Linked DNA regions of Sus scrofa: region 2 is linked to region 1. Evidence: chromatin contacts called from public HiChIP or PLAC-seq data. All regions are on one chromosome and are shown on one strand. The core of a region is the stretch at or near the end of the contact, and the rest is flanking DNA. Distances in the headings are between cores, read along the strand shown.

The links. HiChIP or PLAC-seq counts read pairs in DNA pulled down with a chosen protein or histone mark.
Region 2: an H3K27ac HiChIP or PLAC-seq map of skeletal muscle shows a contact between it and region 1, with 3 times the contacts expected there. The contact joins two enhancer-like sites. A contact is called at or near these places in 1 of 47 Hi-C or Micro-C datasets (liver) and 1 of 2 datasets of contacts at active chromatin or transcription factors (skeletal muscle).

The regions. Positions count from the first base shown.
Region 1 is chr6:8,698,739-8,705,798 of Sscrofa11.1, reverse strand. The region is part of intron 2 of MAF (transcription factor Maf); the gene reads right to left. Among named protein-coding and RNA genes, the nearest start is that of MAF, 230 kb to the right of the region's middle. Within about 2 kb of position 5,183, at least 8 of the 83 cell types and tissues checked have an H3K27ac peak or open chromatin away from gene starts, as enhancers often do. A contact at or near this core is called in skeletal muscle, where this site is marked.
Region 2 is chr6:9,098,937-9,106,083 of Sscrofa11.1, reverse strand. All of the region lies in intron 8 of WWOX (WW domain-containing oxidoreductase), which reads left to right. Among named protein-coding and RNA genes, the nearest start is that of MAF, 630 kb to the right of the region's middle. Within about 2 kb of position 5,548, at least 11 of the 83 cell types and tissues checked have an H3K27ac peak or open chromatin away from gene starts, as enhancers often do. A contact at or near this core is called in skeletal muscle, where this site is marked.

The sequences.
Region 1 (7,060 bases), core at 3,934-6,433:
GCAGACATCACAATACATCCAGTCACATGAATTTTTTAACTTCCCAGAACACAAGAAAGTTATTTACACTATGCTGTGGTCTACTAAGTGTGCAATAGCGAGTATGTCTTAAAAAATACAATGTAGGAGTTCCCACTGTAGCACAACGGGACTGGTGGCGTCTTGGGAGCACTGGGACACAGGTTTGATCCCCAACCTGGCACAGTGCGTTAGGGTTCTGGCATTGCTGCAGCTGCATTTTAGGTCGCAGCTGCAGCTCGGATCTGATCCCTGGCCCGGGAACACCATATGCCACAGTGTGGCCAAAAAAGAAAAAAAAAATTACAGTGTACATACTTTAATTAAAAAATACTTTATTGCTAAAAAATGCCAACCATCACCGGAGCCTTCAGCCAGTTGTAGTCTTTTGGCAACAGTAGCTTCAAAGACCACTGATCATAGATCACCATAGCAAGTATAATGAAAAAGTTTGAAATACTGCAAGAATTACCCAAATGTGATGTAGAGACATGAAATGAGCAGATGCTGTTGGAAAAACTTCATCAATAGAGTTGCTCAATGCCTGGTTGCCACAAACCTTTAATTTGTAAACTACACAGTGACTGTGAAGCACACTAAAATGAGGCATGCCTGTAATATTCCATCTTACAAATGCACGCATATTTATTTCTATGATCTACTCTCATCAGACATTCCCATCTGTTTTTTTTTTTTTAATTTACCATTATAGATGATGTGGTGATGAGTAATCCTGGGGCTACAGCTTTGCCCTTAAGTCCATGATGTCTTTTTTTATTTTTAAAATGAAATTCCTGTGGGCTTAACACTATCTGGAGTGTGGCCTCCCTGGGTAGAAAAGGATCTTACGGCAGAGTTTGCAGGGGCAGAATCACAGAAGTTAAGGGCCCAATTAATAGCCAAGCTACTCTTGAGCAAACTTGACCTCCAGGGCAGAAAATTCCTCTCGGTGTCGGCGATGACGGGGTTGGAAACATAAAACAAGGCTCTTCCTTTTCTTACTTGAATTTAAAACCTGATGGTTTTGAAAGTCAGTTAATAACCAATACCTTGTTTGTTACTGGTCACCCCTAATTAAAAAAGAAGTCAATTTATATATGCATCATCAACTTAGTATCATAATGTTCTGAATTTACTGCAGTTATGAAATCTCTGAGTCCAATTCTACCACATCTTATCTGTGTGATGTCTTGTAGTTCAAGTTTCCTCTCTGGGAAAGTGCAAAGATAATACCTACAGCTCACAACATTGGAAGGATAGAGTCAGGGATGACAGGTTGCTAGCACAGTGCCTGATACCCAATGGGTGCAAAAAACAAAAACAAAAACAAAAAAAATTAGCCCCTGCCCCCATGGCTCAGGAGAGGAATCCTTTGTTAAGACTTCTGACCATAAATGAGTTGATGTATTGAAAAGCTTTTTGTGGCTCTTCAGCCACAAGAGAAGCCAAAAGACCAGGCCACTACTTACACCGACTCTAGACTTCACAACCATCTTTTACTGAGTTCTTTCATCTTTCTGCTTTGTCTTCAAGTTGGAAAAGACATTCGGTCATTTTAGAAAAGGTAGAGAGGCACTGGAAAGAGAAGGTTTCATTAGTAATAGCTCTCATTTCTGAGCCTTCACGAAATCCCAGGACAGGCAACTTCCTTATCAAGAAGACAGAGTGGATGTCATCCTTCCCACGTAGCAGAGAAAAAGACGGAGGCTGAGAAGGGTTAAGAAACGTACGCCCTGTCACTCACCCCACAGAGGCCAGAAGCAGGACAAGAAGCTCAGTCAGTCCTCCCACAGCAAGTCTTTACTGAGTTCTTCCCAATAAGTGAGCACTGCTCAGCATCCTTCCTACGTATACATGCTTCCAGACGCTTCTAGATACTTCTCGGTACGTCTTTCTTTCTAGCCGTGTGATGTTCAGTAGAGTAGCCACAAGTCACATGTGGCTATTGACTACTTCGAAGGTAACCAATGTCATGGAGAAACTGAATTTTCTGTTGTCTTTGGTTTTATAATTAATTTTAATATGGGCTCCTAATTCAGTTATTAGCAAAACTTTTAAGGAGGTGAATCAGCTTTTTCAACTGATATTAATATAGGAAGTCTAAATACAGATCCAGTGTTTCTTTTTTTTGTTGTTGTTGTTGTCATTTTGTCTTTTTCCAGGGCCACACCTGCGGCATATGGAGATTCCCAAGCTAGGGGTCCAACTGGAGCTGCAGCTGCCAGCCCCCATGCCACAGCCACAGCAATGCCAGATCCGAGCCACGTCTGCAATCTACACCACAGCTCACAGCAATGTCAGATCCCCAACCCACTGAGTGAGGCCAGGATAGAACCCACAACCCCATGGTTCCTAGTCGGATTCGTTAACCACTGAGCCACAAAGGGAACTCCAGTGTTTCTGATACCATTTCAGCATCCAGAGAGAGTGCTGTAAGTGAAGAATCCACACGGGATCTCTAAGACAGAACGATTAAAACAAAACAAAACAAGAATGTAAAAGGTCTGGTTTGTAATTTTTATATGGATTACACCGGGAAGTGACAACATTTTGGGGTATACAGAGTTAAATATATACTTTAACAAATTCTTTCTGTTCAATTTCTTTTAACAAATTATTTCTTTTCCTCTTGTTGAGTATGGCTAATTAAAACCTTTAAAATTACATGTGTATATTTGTTGTTGTGCATGACCCTGCCTCCATCACCTCCTACTTTTGGAACCTTACTGGAATTTTTCCCCAGGATCCACACTCAGTCCTTCTGAGAGGGAGTTTCAGAGTAAAGCATGGGACTGTCTTGACGAATCAGAACACCAAATTTCCCTAAACCACACGAATGACTCAAGGATGAGCCTTCAGAGCCCGCCTAGCAATCCGCTGATGTTCCATCCTCGAAGCCACAGGGATGGGGTCCCAGGAGGCCGTGTGACCTAGATTAACCTAGACAAAACAAATCCATAGATTTGTATGGAAGGTTTAAGCAAAAAAAAATCCCTTTTCCCTCTCTGGAATCTGCTAGCAGGAAGGACGATGTGAGTCTGGAGCTGCCAGAACCAACACTTGGAGCCTAGAACAAAGTCATGAAATGAAGCTGATACAAAGAAGAGGCATTGCTAAGAGATGAGGCAAATGATCTTGATGACATCACTTGTGCTCCTGGATCAAACTATACCTGAAGCCAACACCACACATGGATTAATGGTTTGTATGAGCCACTGAACTAACATGTTTTCTGCCCAAGCCAAATGAGTTGTATTTCTGCCAACAAGTCCAGAGTGATTTGCCCACTCTTTCAAATTGGCTGTGAGGACCACACAAAATAACAGGTAGGAAATCTTTAGCAAACTATATGCCACTAGACATTTCAGCCATCTCTGTGGTTTTCGGAGAGCAAAAAGAAACACGAAGAACAGGCAACCTGAATGAATCCCACAATCAATGACTCTAGAAGCAAATCAAAACCTGTGTTTAGACAGAGCCTGGTTCCGATTCCTCAGTCCACCCTCGGGACTGGGCGCACTTGGATTGTTCATCTGCTGGGTTCTGGGCGGCCCCAAACATTTGCTGCTACTTCACCTGGGCTGGGACAGCTCCCTTAATTGGGGCCGTATCCACCTGGTTCTTTGAGCAAACGCGTCTGCTTTTGCTTACTCATTTTTTTCATTCTTTTCATTCATTTGCCTATTTATTTATTTGGAGCTGGTGATGTCAGCTGGGTAACTTGGGACTATGTTTGGAGAGCGGGCAGGTCATGACATCTGGACACCACCCTGTGGGCAGGCCGTCTCTGTCTCCGGTTACACACCCAGAAGGCCCCTTCTCCCAGCGTCAAGGGCCCCAGAAACCTCTTTTCTCCTTTCTCCTCTTGCACCTGCCACTTTTCTGCTTCTCCTTTCTGGATCCACTTGCCTAGGGAGCCTTCTGACTGGCTGGGAAGCTCCTGGCTGGCCTCTGCGCTACTCTCTGAACCATCCATCCTGGCCCCTGTGCTGGGTGTGGCTGGTCTGTATGATCTATTTCTATTTGTCTAGGAAGCTTTCTCTTAGACCAAGACCTCTTCGCGGGCAGGAATCGGAATGTATGCCCCATCAGTGCTTCCAGGACTTGGCCCCCAGTGGCAGGAGCCTCGGGGATGATGCGCCAGGTGTAAAAGGAACAGATGAATGGGATGTGAGGGGAAGAATAGGGGCCCTGATCTCTCACAGCTTCTAACTCGCTTCAAAGGTTTTCTCTTGTAAAGCAACTTCCAAGAGGCTTTAGTGATGCTTTCAAAATCCAGCTCTGAGTGAGACAGATGAAGTATCTCCAGTACCTCTGCTCCTTGCACTTGCATCCAAAGACTAGGGGAGGGGAGTTCCCGGGGTCCTCTCCAAGTGCTGTGCATGGAGGTGACATCTGAGATGATGTGCCCGTCTCAGGGGTCTCTGCCTGGGGACAGCAGCACACGCTCACGGCGAGACCCACTTTTTGCAGCCACCTCCAGCCGCCCACCAGACCTGCCCACTGCTCAGGTGTGTCAGGACAGATGTCGCGTGGAGCATGGTGTCCCCTTGCTAGCTTGCAGTTCTTAAAGTGCCATTTCCCCTTCCATCTTGAGCTTGATAGAATGAGGGAGAGGGAGGGGGAGAGAGAGCGGCGGGAGAGACGTGGGGAGAGACGGGGGAGAGACGGGGGGGGGGGGAGGCGGAGGGGGGAGAGGAGAAAAAGAAAGGGGGAGGGAGAGAGAGAAGGGGAGAGACAGGGAGAGAGAGAACAGGAGAGGGAGGAAGGGAAAGGCAGGGAGGGAGAGAGAGCCCTGACTCCTCCCCAAAGATCCTGGAAGGGAGGGATCAGCCCTGGGGTCATTAGAGGCCGTGATGAAACAGCTGCCTGAGAACATCTCCTGGAAGGACAGGGAGACGGAGACTCCTAGGAATGCATGAATAAGTCGCTCTGGAAATAGTTCATTTTGGTGAGAACAAGGCTGTAAACAACACAATGCCTTTAAATGCCTCCTGGAGCTCATTAAGCCAGACACATCCCTCCTGGCGGGGGAGGGGGGGTACCTTGCCCCCCACCCCGACCCCCCCATTCAGGAACATCAGCTCCCAGAATTCCCACTCTGAGCCTCACGCTGGCTTGGCCCATCTTTGGGCAAATTCATATCCTTCTGTAATGAGTCAACACCCATCTCCTGTCCACGGGCGGGACATCTGCTGTGCACACGACATAGGGAACCCATGGAGGGGACAGTCTCCTTGACTTGGTGGGCCTTGTTGTGCTCCCTCAGCCTCATCTGCCCGGCTTTTTTTGTGCCCTGGCAGAGGCCTCCCCTCTGCAAAGTGCTGCCCTTGCCTGATGCCACCAGATTAAGCCATTCGCTTTTAATTAGGACAGCAGTCACTTCCAAAGGAGGCAGCAGGGGAGTGAAAAAGCAGGTTGGCTCTTCGGGGTTTAAGTGGGTTCGATGCACATGGTAAATTCAGACCCCACTGTGTGCAGCCAAGCTGAGCAGCCTGTTCCTGGAGCCCTGGGCTCCTCACCACACTTTGCAAACTCCCACCCCTGGGTACCAGGGCAGGGGTGCAGAGAAGGGAAAACCACGATCCCTGGTCCCCTCTGTATCTGGTGCCGAAACCATATCCAAACAGTTGAGCGGGCCTGTCTGTGAGCTCCTACATCTGCCCGGCCCCAGGGGTCCATGCAACCTTCAAAGGCTTTTCCATCCAGCTCAGCCCCCGCAAGGATGTCACCCTAACGTGTGGCTCTGGCTGGAGGGATCTCAACAATTGGCTGGGGTGGGACAAGAGGAGAGCAGGAAAGGAACACTGTTAGCCTGGAGGTCTGGGCTGGGACCCCCAAGTCTTGCTGCTCTGTTGGGATCCAGGCCCGGTGTCCACCACAAGCCGTTCCTTCCAGAAGCCAAACAAGGGCCCTCCAACCACACTGCCCACTTTGGCTTTCTGCTCCCTTCTCCCTGCACCCATACATTTTATGAAGATCACTGGAAAGGAAACAAAAGGTAGTGGCTTTGTTGACAATGCAATTAACATCTGAATAATTTACTACGAAATAAGCCGGAGCTATATTCAGCCCAGAGGCTGCTCCTTTTGAAAGCCTCAGCCGCAGGACCCTGTCTGCTCTCTTCCTGGGGGGCTAGCAGGGGCTCTGGGTCTCTGTTGGACAACCCGCCACTGGTGTTAACACCTGCCCTGCTTGACCAGCCCAGACCGGACATTCTCTCTAGAACCCCGCTCCCTGATCTGGAACCTCCCTGGGCAGAACTGTCCCAGCCCACGGCTCTGATGCCCCTAGCTCATGGCCTGTCTCCCCTGTTCTCACCTAGGGCACCTCCCTCCACCGCCAGAGGAGTCCTCCACCCAGCTTGAAGCGCATTTTTAAGGGGTACCAGTTGAATGGTAGAGTGAGACACTCAGGTCCCAAGCTTCACTTGACTCTGCCCGATGCCCAGCTTGGGAGATTCTAGCGCTGGGATGAGCTTGCACAAAGAAACCAGCTTTCAGAATGGGCCCGGCAGGGGAGAGGGTGCTTCCCCTCCAGAAGGCTTTGATGGGTGCTTCTGGATAAACAAATACCCACCATCCTGCTTCATTATGCTAAGGGTGGCCCAGAGCTGCTGTCTCACTTCTAAGCACAGAGCTCTGTTTTGCCCACTTGCCCTGGCCCTCTTACCTCCCTCCTTCATTCTCCATCAAACCCTAAATCCATTCTTTCTCTCTGTTATGACTGAGAACCTGCACGGTGCAACTAACCCACAAGGCACCTTTATTTGAATTAGAAGAGGGTGTCCCCTACCCACCCCCACTTCAGGGCAAATAGCTTGGTGCTAAGTATGAATCAAAAGTGAATTTCTGTCCTCACTCAGCTCCTCACCTTTGTGCAGTGCACAACCTGCTCAACCTTACAGCGCTGTCCCAGTATTTGGTAAAGAAGGCAGCAGGGTGGCGAGCCCTGAGTCCTGAATTCTAATACACAGGCTGAGCAGAGTGGCTAAAGAGGAAGGGCTTAGGAGCCCGCGGCCTGGATATGGATTCCACTTGGG
Region 2 (7,147 bases), core at 4,299-6,798, 400 kb before region 1:
AGGATGACGCCTTCGTGACGTTCAGTGGCAGCCAAGTTCTTTGTCTTTTCCGGAACCAAGGAATCGGGACTTGGAGGCTGATGAAAATGAGCTTTTTTCCTAAGTGGGAGATAAATACGGTGGCCGCTGTCTTTAAAAAAAGAGCGAAAGAAGAAGAAAATGATCAAGTGCCAGCCCAGCTCGTTCCTGTGTGGTTTATGGGGACATCGAGACTGCATATACAGCCAGCATGTGATTCTCAGGCTTGCTAAAGTGTGAAGAACAGCAGTGGCATCCCGGGCTTCAATAAATCACTATAAAAATGTTTATGAAGCCTGCGATTTACTGTCTTTTAAATGCAAATTGAAAGGGGCACCGTTGCAAGTGTAAAGGAGACCCCGAGGTGGCCTGAAGGAATTGTAAAATGTTGCAGTAGGTTTTGGAGATGATGTGATCTTAAATGGGACCGTTTCCAAATGATTTTGCATTTATACATCTCTGACAGTTGGGTTAATTTATTAACGAGATGGCCGTGGATTGCAGGGCGATGCCGCCTGGCAGCGCCTTAAACAGTGGCTTCGAGCAAATGCCTTTTTCATTTCACTGTAGGAGGAGAAGACTGGCGATGCAAATCCAGATCCCAAAAGTTGTTGGGACAAAATGAAATGAGAATGTGGCCCCTTCAAGGGAAGTCCACTCATGCATAGGGTTGGTGTTTTTTTTTTTTTTTTTTTTTTTTTAAGATAGAAAACTCTCTTTAAATCAGTCTCCATGTGGAAACGCTGAAGAGTTGTGGATAGATAGGTCACCTTGACAGGGACATTTGCTGATAATACAATAGACCCCTTAGCAGCTGATGGTTTCCTAAAAGGCACATCTTGCCTTACGGTTTGGGTAGCAGGTGTATGTTCTTTCTCCCTTCGTAGAAAGGGCCAAGCAGAAGAATGAAGCAGAAAGGCCCACGGCGGAGTTCTATACCAAGGCCAGGCTCACCTCTTCCAAGTCCTGTTAACGTTATCCCGATTTTTGATTACCCTTGACCCCCAACTGCCCCACCTGTAACCCTGCTGAGTCTGCAGTGACCCGATGCCAGTGTTAGGTGCGTATCAGGGGACCGACCAGACTCACGGGTCGGGATCCATAGTTAGCAGCTTCAGGTTCTCTTTTTGCCTCTCCCCACACCTGCCCATTCTCTCTAAGGATTGTGGAAGGAGGGACACTTGAGTGCTGGCAGCCCGTGGACGGCGCTAGTTGAATTAGAATTGAGATTGTGTTGATTCAGGGAGATTCCCATGTGTTTCACAATCCCCAAACGTGAACCAGGCTGAAACGGACCGACAGGTACAGTCAAAGAAAGTAAACAGCCCATGAAAACAGGTTGCTCTGCAGTTCTCCAGGCTGTTCCCTTTCTGCTCCCCACCTGCCCGGTATGGAAAACACCCAAAGTAGGCACTGTTTATAGAGCCACTGCTTGCAAAATATTTCCCCGTCTGCAACATATGCGCCCTAAATGCTGCAGAGCGGCATCGTCACTTGCTGCTCCTGCAAAACGCGTCTTGCTTGTTTTCAAACACCAGCATCTCACGCGGATGGGAGGGCGAGGCGTGGGTCTGTTCTCCTTGGCAGCCCCTCGCTCGGATGTGCGTCCCTGGCAAGTCCTGCCTGCCGACAGCACCGCCACGGAGCTGGCTGTCGGATTCTGAAGTCATTATGCCATCTGTTTCTCCAATCTTTCGCTTCTCAGCACAGACATATGTTCAAGGGGTTTGTGTGGGTGGCGGGGCTGGGGGGGCCGTGCTTTCTTCCGGGGAGAGAGGCAAAGAAGGATCCCTATCCCTGCTTCCTTCACCAAGAGACCCCAAACCAAACCGAAGTGGAATTTTCAAGGATTCCAAAGCGAATGCTCCTAAGCAAGAAAGTTGATGGTTATGCGGTCATCTCCTGAAAAGCGCCCCAGGATCAGTTCAGGAGAAAAAGTGCCTTTTGTGTTTAGTTCACCTGGGAGATGTATGGCTCGATTTTGTTCTCATTTTCATCCTGGTACCTGCGACAGAATTTTTTAAGAGAGAGGTTCCCTATTATCTCTGTGTCCATATGGACTCCGACCTCCTAATTCCAGATTTTTAGTTTATTTTTACTCTTTTATGGTCCTTTGTTCTTTCTGGGCTTCACCTGAGGAACAGCCTGTGTGTATACTGGTGCCTGTGAAATGGACTTGTGCTCCTGCTCACCCCACTACGCCTGAGGTCGGGTGGGTTTGTACAGGTATTTACTTCTTGCCTTCCCAGCCCTCCTAGACCCTTTTCTGTCTTTGTTCCCCTAGAAGGAAATATTCAGGCTGGCTTGAGGGAGGAGCCCAGCGGTCAGGTCAACTGGGCACCGGGTGGAACCCGGAATAGATTTTCCACGCAGATTTCACGCCACCTTCCTGGGAATTTCTGCATGTTTTGCAGCCTAACGTTTAACCTCCAAAATTCTTTTTTAAAAATTGCACAATGTGCGTAAGACAGGACATTTTTGTCTTGCGCTTGTGCCCCACGCCGTGTGGAAATGCACGTCCGTTCTCCTTTTCTCCTCCCTCAGGCTGGCAACCCCTCTGCCTTCTCCATTGAGGGTCTGTGGGTTTTCATGCTTTGTCCTCGGGTCCTGAGCAGAGCCCGCTGCCTGCACAAAAGGTCTGCACACGTGTTTATGCAATGGACTCCGAGACACTCGTGCTTCTAAAGACTTTTCCAATGAGGGATTGGGATGGAAATACAGAAGTGGAGGTGGTGAAGCATGCTGGTTAACCCAGCATCGTTTTGAGCTCAAATCTTGGCTCCACTACGCGAGTTAGTTTATTAGTTAAGCCTCACTTCCTTCGTGCATACAATGGGTACAAGAATAATAACTCCTTCCCCCAGTAAGGATTAGATTACCTCATTTGCAGTAAGGATTAGATGACTCGATGGGGCAGGAAGGTGCCGAGCACAGGGCTCAGCCTCCCTGAAGGGCTCCTTAATTGTAGTTAATAAATGGTTGTCCACTTCTCCCTTGAAATGCAGGGACAAGTCTTGCTTGAGTTGCAGGGCCGTTTGAAAGCACCAGTCTGATCTTTGACCTTAGGGTGTATGTCTGAAATTATTCTCTCTTAGCCCCCGCTGACCCCGAAATCTGAGCATGTCGCCAAGGCCCCCGTAGGTGGCCAGCAGTGATGCTTTGCCATTGCTTCTGCGTGAAAAAAGACCCAAAGTGCCGGTAAACAAATCTGCCAGGGTCCATGTCACCAGCATCAGAGGAAATCCTGGATGATGCTGGAGTCCTCACCCCTCTAGGAACCAGCGGGCCACTGGGTGGAGGGGCAAGCGGGTTGAGCCACATTCTGGAAGTGGAAAAAGCAGACGCAGATTCGCTCAGCATAATTGGAGAGCCAGCTTGAGAGCCCGGCGCCAGTGCTTCTCCTTTTTTTAAAATAGATGCTTTTCAAAAAGGCTGCATCACCCAGGCTTTCGATGGCACAGAAGATGCGAGTGCATGGAGAAATATGAGCTTCGATGACTCAGAGTTAAACTGCTATGCAGGAGAGAGATGCTTCAAGGGAAGAAATATTAGGAATGCCGTATCATTGTTTTCCTCCTCTTAGATTTTCAATGTATGCCAAAGAGTTGTCTGTAACAAAAATAGAGGTCGAATTCAATCTCCAAGGCTTCTTTCAGATAGAAGAAGTATAGAGAGAAAAGTCTAAAGAATAAGAGCATATTACGCCGTAGTTTAATTGGCATACTTTTTTCCCTTAGTGGAAAAACAAGGCCCTCTACGATCTCAGCTTCAGTCCAACACCGTATCTTATCCTCTGACAGAATATTTAAAGGACTTCTTTGTGCTTTGAGCATGAAGCCTGGAATCCTTCATGGGCCAGCCAGGTCCTCCAGGGCTTGATCCTGCTCCCGTCTCCAGCGCCCTGTAAGCCTCAGGCCCCTCACCCTCTTTTCTCCATTCCCCATCTGCGTCCACACAGCCCGCCACCAACACCTGCTTCACAGGGTTCTGCCTCTGCCTGGAATATTCTTCTTCCTCCTTCTCGCTCTCTGGATCCCATCTGTACTAGAATAATGGCTCCGAAGATGCCCACCTCCTGACCCCCCCACACACACCCTGTGGATGTGTCTGCTCCCATAGCAAACGGGGAGTTGACGCTGCAGATGGAATTAAAGTGGCTCCTCAGCAGACCTTGAAATGGGGGAGGGTCTCCTGGATTATCCAGATGGTTCCACTGTAATGACAGGTTTCCTTACATGAGACGCAAGGAGGCCACCAAGTCATGACGAGAGACGGCGGGATGAAGAACTTGCGACCTGATGGTGTCCTCTTTGAAGATGGAGGGAGGGGCCGTGAGCCGAGGAAGCGGGAAGAGACAGGGAGATGAATCCCTCCCCGGAGCTTCCACGAGGGAACACAGCCCTGCCGACACTTTGACTTTAGCCCAGCGAGACCGTTCCAGACTTCTGAACCCCAGAACTATAAGAAAATAAGTTTGTAGTTTGAAGCTGCCAAACCTGGGTAGTCAGTTACAGCAGTCGTAGGGAGCTCATACACCCCCTAAAAGCCTCTCCCTTGCGGAGTTCTTCTCCCACCCCTGCAGAGGCTCTCAGAGTTCCCATGGCACTGTCACCAGTTGCATTGCGCACTGACACGTGTGATTAATTAATGCCCATCCCGCCCGTCCCCCTGTCACTCCTATAAGGGCTGGGGTTTGTGGTTCACTGTTCTTCCCACAGCCCAGGGCCCAGCACTGCCTCGAGGCCCAAGAGGAGCTCAGTGTCTGTGGCCAGAAAGAGGGAAGGAAGGAAGGAAGGAAGGAAGGAAGGAAGGAGTGAGTCCATGAAGCCAGGAGCTTGTTGATTAATTTATCCACAGGAGGAGGAAGGACAGGCCGCTATCAACTTTAATGAAGCATGTACCCCACCTCCCATGTCAGCCAGGAAGCACCACTTTCCGTCGCTGCACACATGTCCGAATGAGGAGTGAAGCTGGGGTCCCCAACCCAGGCTGGTGAGACACGACAAAGACACAGGAATGCAGCCCACAATCAGCCGTGCCCTCCCACACCCCCCCTTCTCAGCAGGGGAGTCAAGCTGACTATTTCTTTAAGGGATGCTGTGGAGTTTCTGCTGGTGGAGTGAAGGATTTGTAGCAAAACCCAGCATGTAACTTGAGTGTTCTGTGAAGCCAGATACTGGTGCCAAGCTAAATTTGTGTGTGCAGCTTCTGTTTAAGGCAATTATATAGTGTGTAATACCCAGTAGAGAAATTAAGCCGGAGTACATTTTGCCCATAGAGATTATCCTCTCGGTTGGATTTATTTTAAACAAGTTTTGCTCCTTATACATGAAGGTGCATGCGATAAATCACTTATGTAATAAACTACTCTATATTACGCAGGGAAAAAAAAAAAAAAAAAAAAAGTGAGCCCAGGGTAAGGGAGAGACTTCAAGTGGAGCCAGACCTCAGATGCGAAGGGAGAAGCTGGGGATGAGGAGGGAGTGGGGGTGGCTTTGCAGCAGGAGCTTGGAAACGGTACAAATGGCAGCCGCTCAGCAGAGAGGCTCAGGGCGCTGCAGTAGGGAGTTGCTTATGTAATAACTGCAGCGGTGTCACTCCAGAAGGAGTTACAGGGTTTGTCTTTCTAGAGCAGCCTCTGGGCCTGTCTTAGTGACCAACAGTCCACAGTGAGATGGGAGGGGAGAAGCAAAGAGATGGAAGATTTTATTAAGGATGAGAAAATGAGGGGGAGAATGTGATCAGGGGTCCTGGGGAACCCGGCACCCAGTCTATAGGGATGGGCTGCTGAGATAAATAACATGCATTCTAATCTAGGGGTGGAGGCAGGACACCCAGTAAAATTTGAATCTCCGATGAACAATGCACGACTGTTAGGGTAAGTCTGCCCCGTGGAATACTGGGGCTCTGCTGTACTGACAAATTATCCATTGTTGATCTGGAATTCAAATGTCATCAGGCGTCTTATGTTTTTATTTGCTAAATCTGACAACTCTTGGCCGTAGCGGAACTAGCAATGCCCATCATTAGTAGATAAATTATTTGGAGCTCTCATTTTGTGGCAAGGTCTTTTTTATGCACCTCATGAATCTCAGCTCATTTAAGCTTCACAGGCAAACCGGCAGCGAGGCACCGTGTTTATTCCCATTTCACAGAGGAGTAAACCGAGGTTAGAAAAGTTCGACCACGTGCCGGGCTCTCTCCGTCTGTAAGCGGAAGATCCAGGCTTCACACTGAGACCCAGTCTGGCTCCAAAAACACGTGTTCAGCATCACCCACGCCTTCACCCTCTTCGAGATGCTGATTTGAAAAATAACTCCGTGATGAAACATGCCAAGGGACACTGCCTGTTCTCCTTAATGCAGAAATGCATTCGAGCTCAAAAATGCATGCTGTTTAGCAAAGAAAAATGTTGGTGCTCAGAAAATCATTTTAAAACTTCCTGGCATGCACGCCTGGCTCGCCAGGCAGTCCAGACCCCACTCTTTCCCACCGAAGAACCTCCTTCTAGAACCGTCCTCAAAGGAGCACGAAGAGAAACCACCCCAGTCTACATGTGTGTCATCTTCTAACGTTGAGAGCCCATTAAAGCCAAATGCTCAGTAAGAATCAGACATGGATAAGCCGCTTGTAATTTATGATTTAATGCAGCATAGTGTAAAAATAGGCAATGATACCAAAAGGCAATCAAAGTCTATTGTCCCAGGGACGTGCTCTAACTCATGCCGAGAGCCTGCTCTGTGCCAGGAACCTTACATATCTGGTCTCATTGCATCCTCCCATTAGCTGGCTGGGGCCCCTTTCACTCATCCAGGGCTAAGAAACAAACTGTTTCAAGCCCACAATTGGCTGGCTTGAAACAGCGACTCTGATCAGATCACATGATTTTCTGGGTTAGGACTGCGTAGCGCTTGGCTAGTTGGGTCTCCTGTTCCTTGTAGCCATGGATGGGTGTCACGTGGTGGTGTTCTTTCGGGGAGAGGGCTGGTCTCGAGGGTCTGAGCTGGCTTTTCCCAGGTGTCCAGGGCCTTGGCAGGTTGGTGGGGAGGGTGGGCTCAGCTGGGCTCCAGCATGGTGGTCTCACTCAGCATGCTTGGATTCCTATGAAGCACTGAGAGTACCCAGCAGT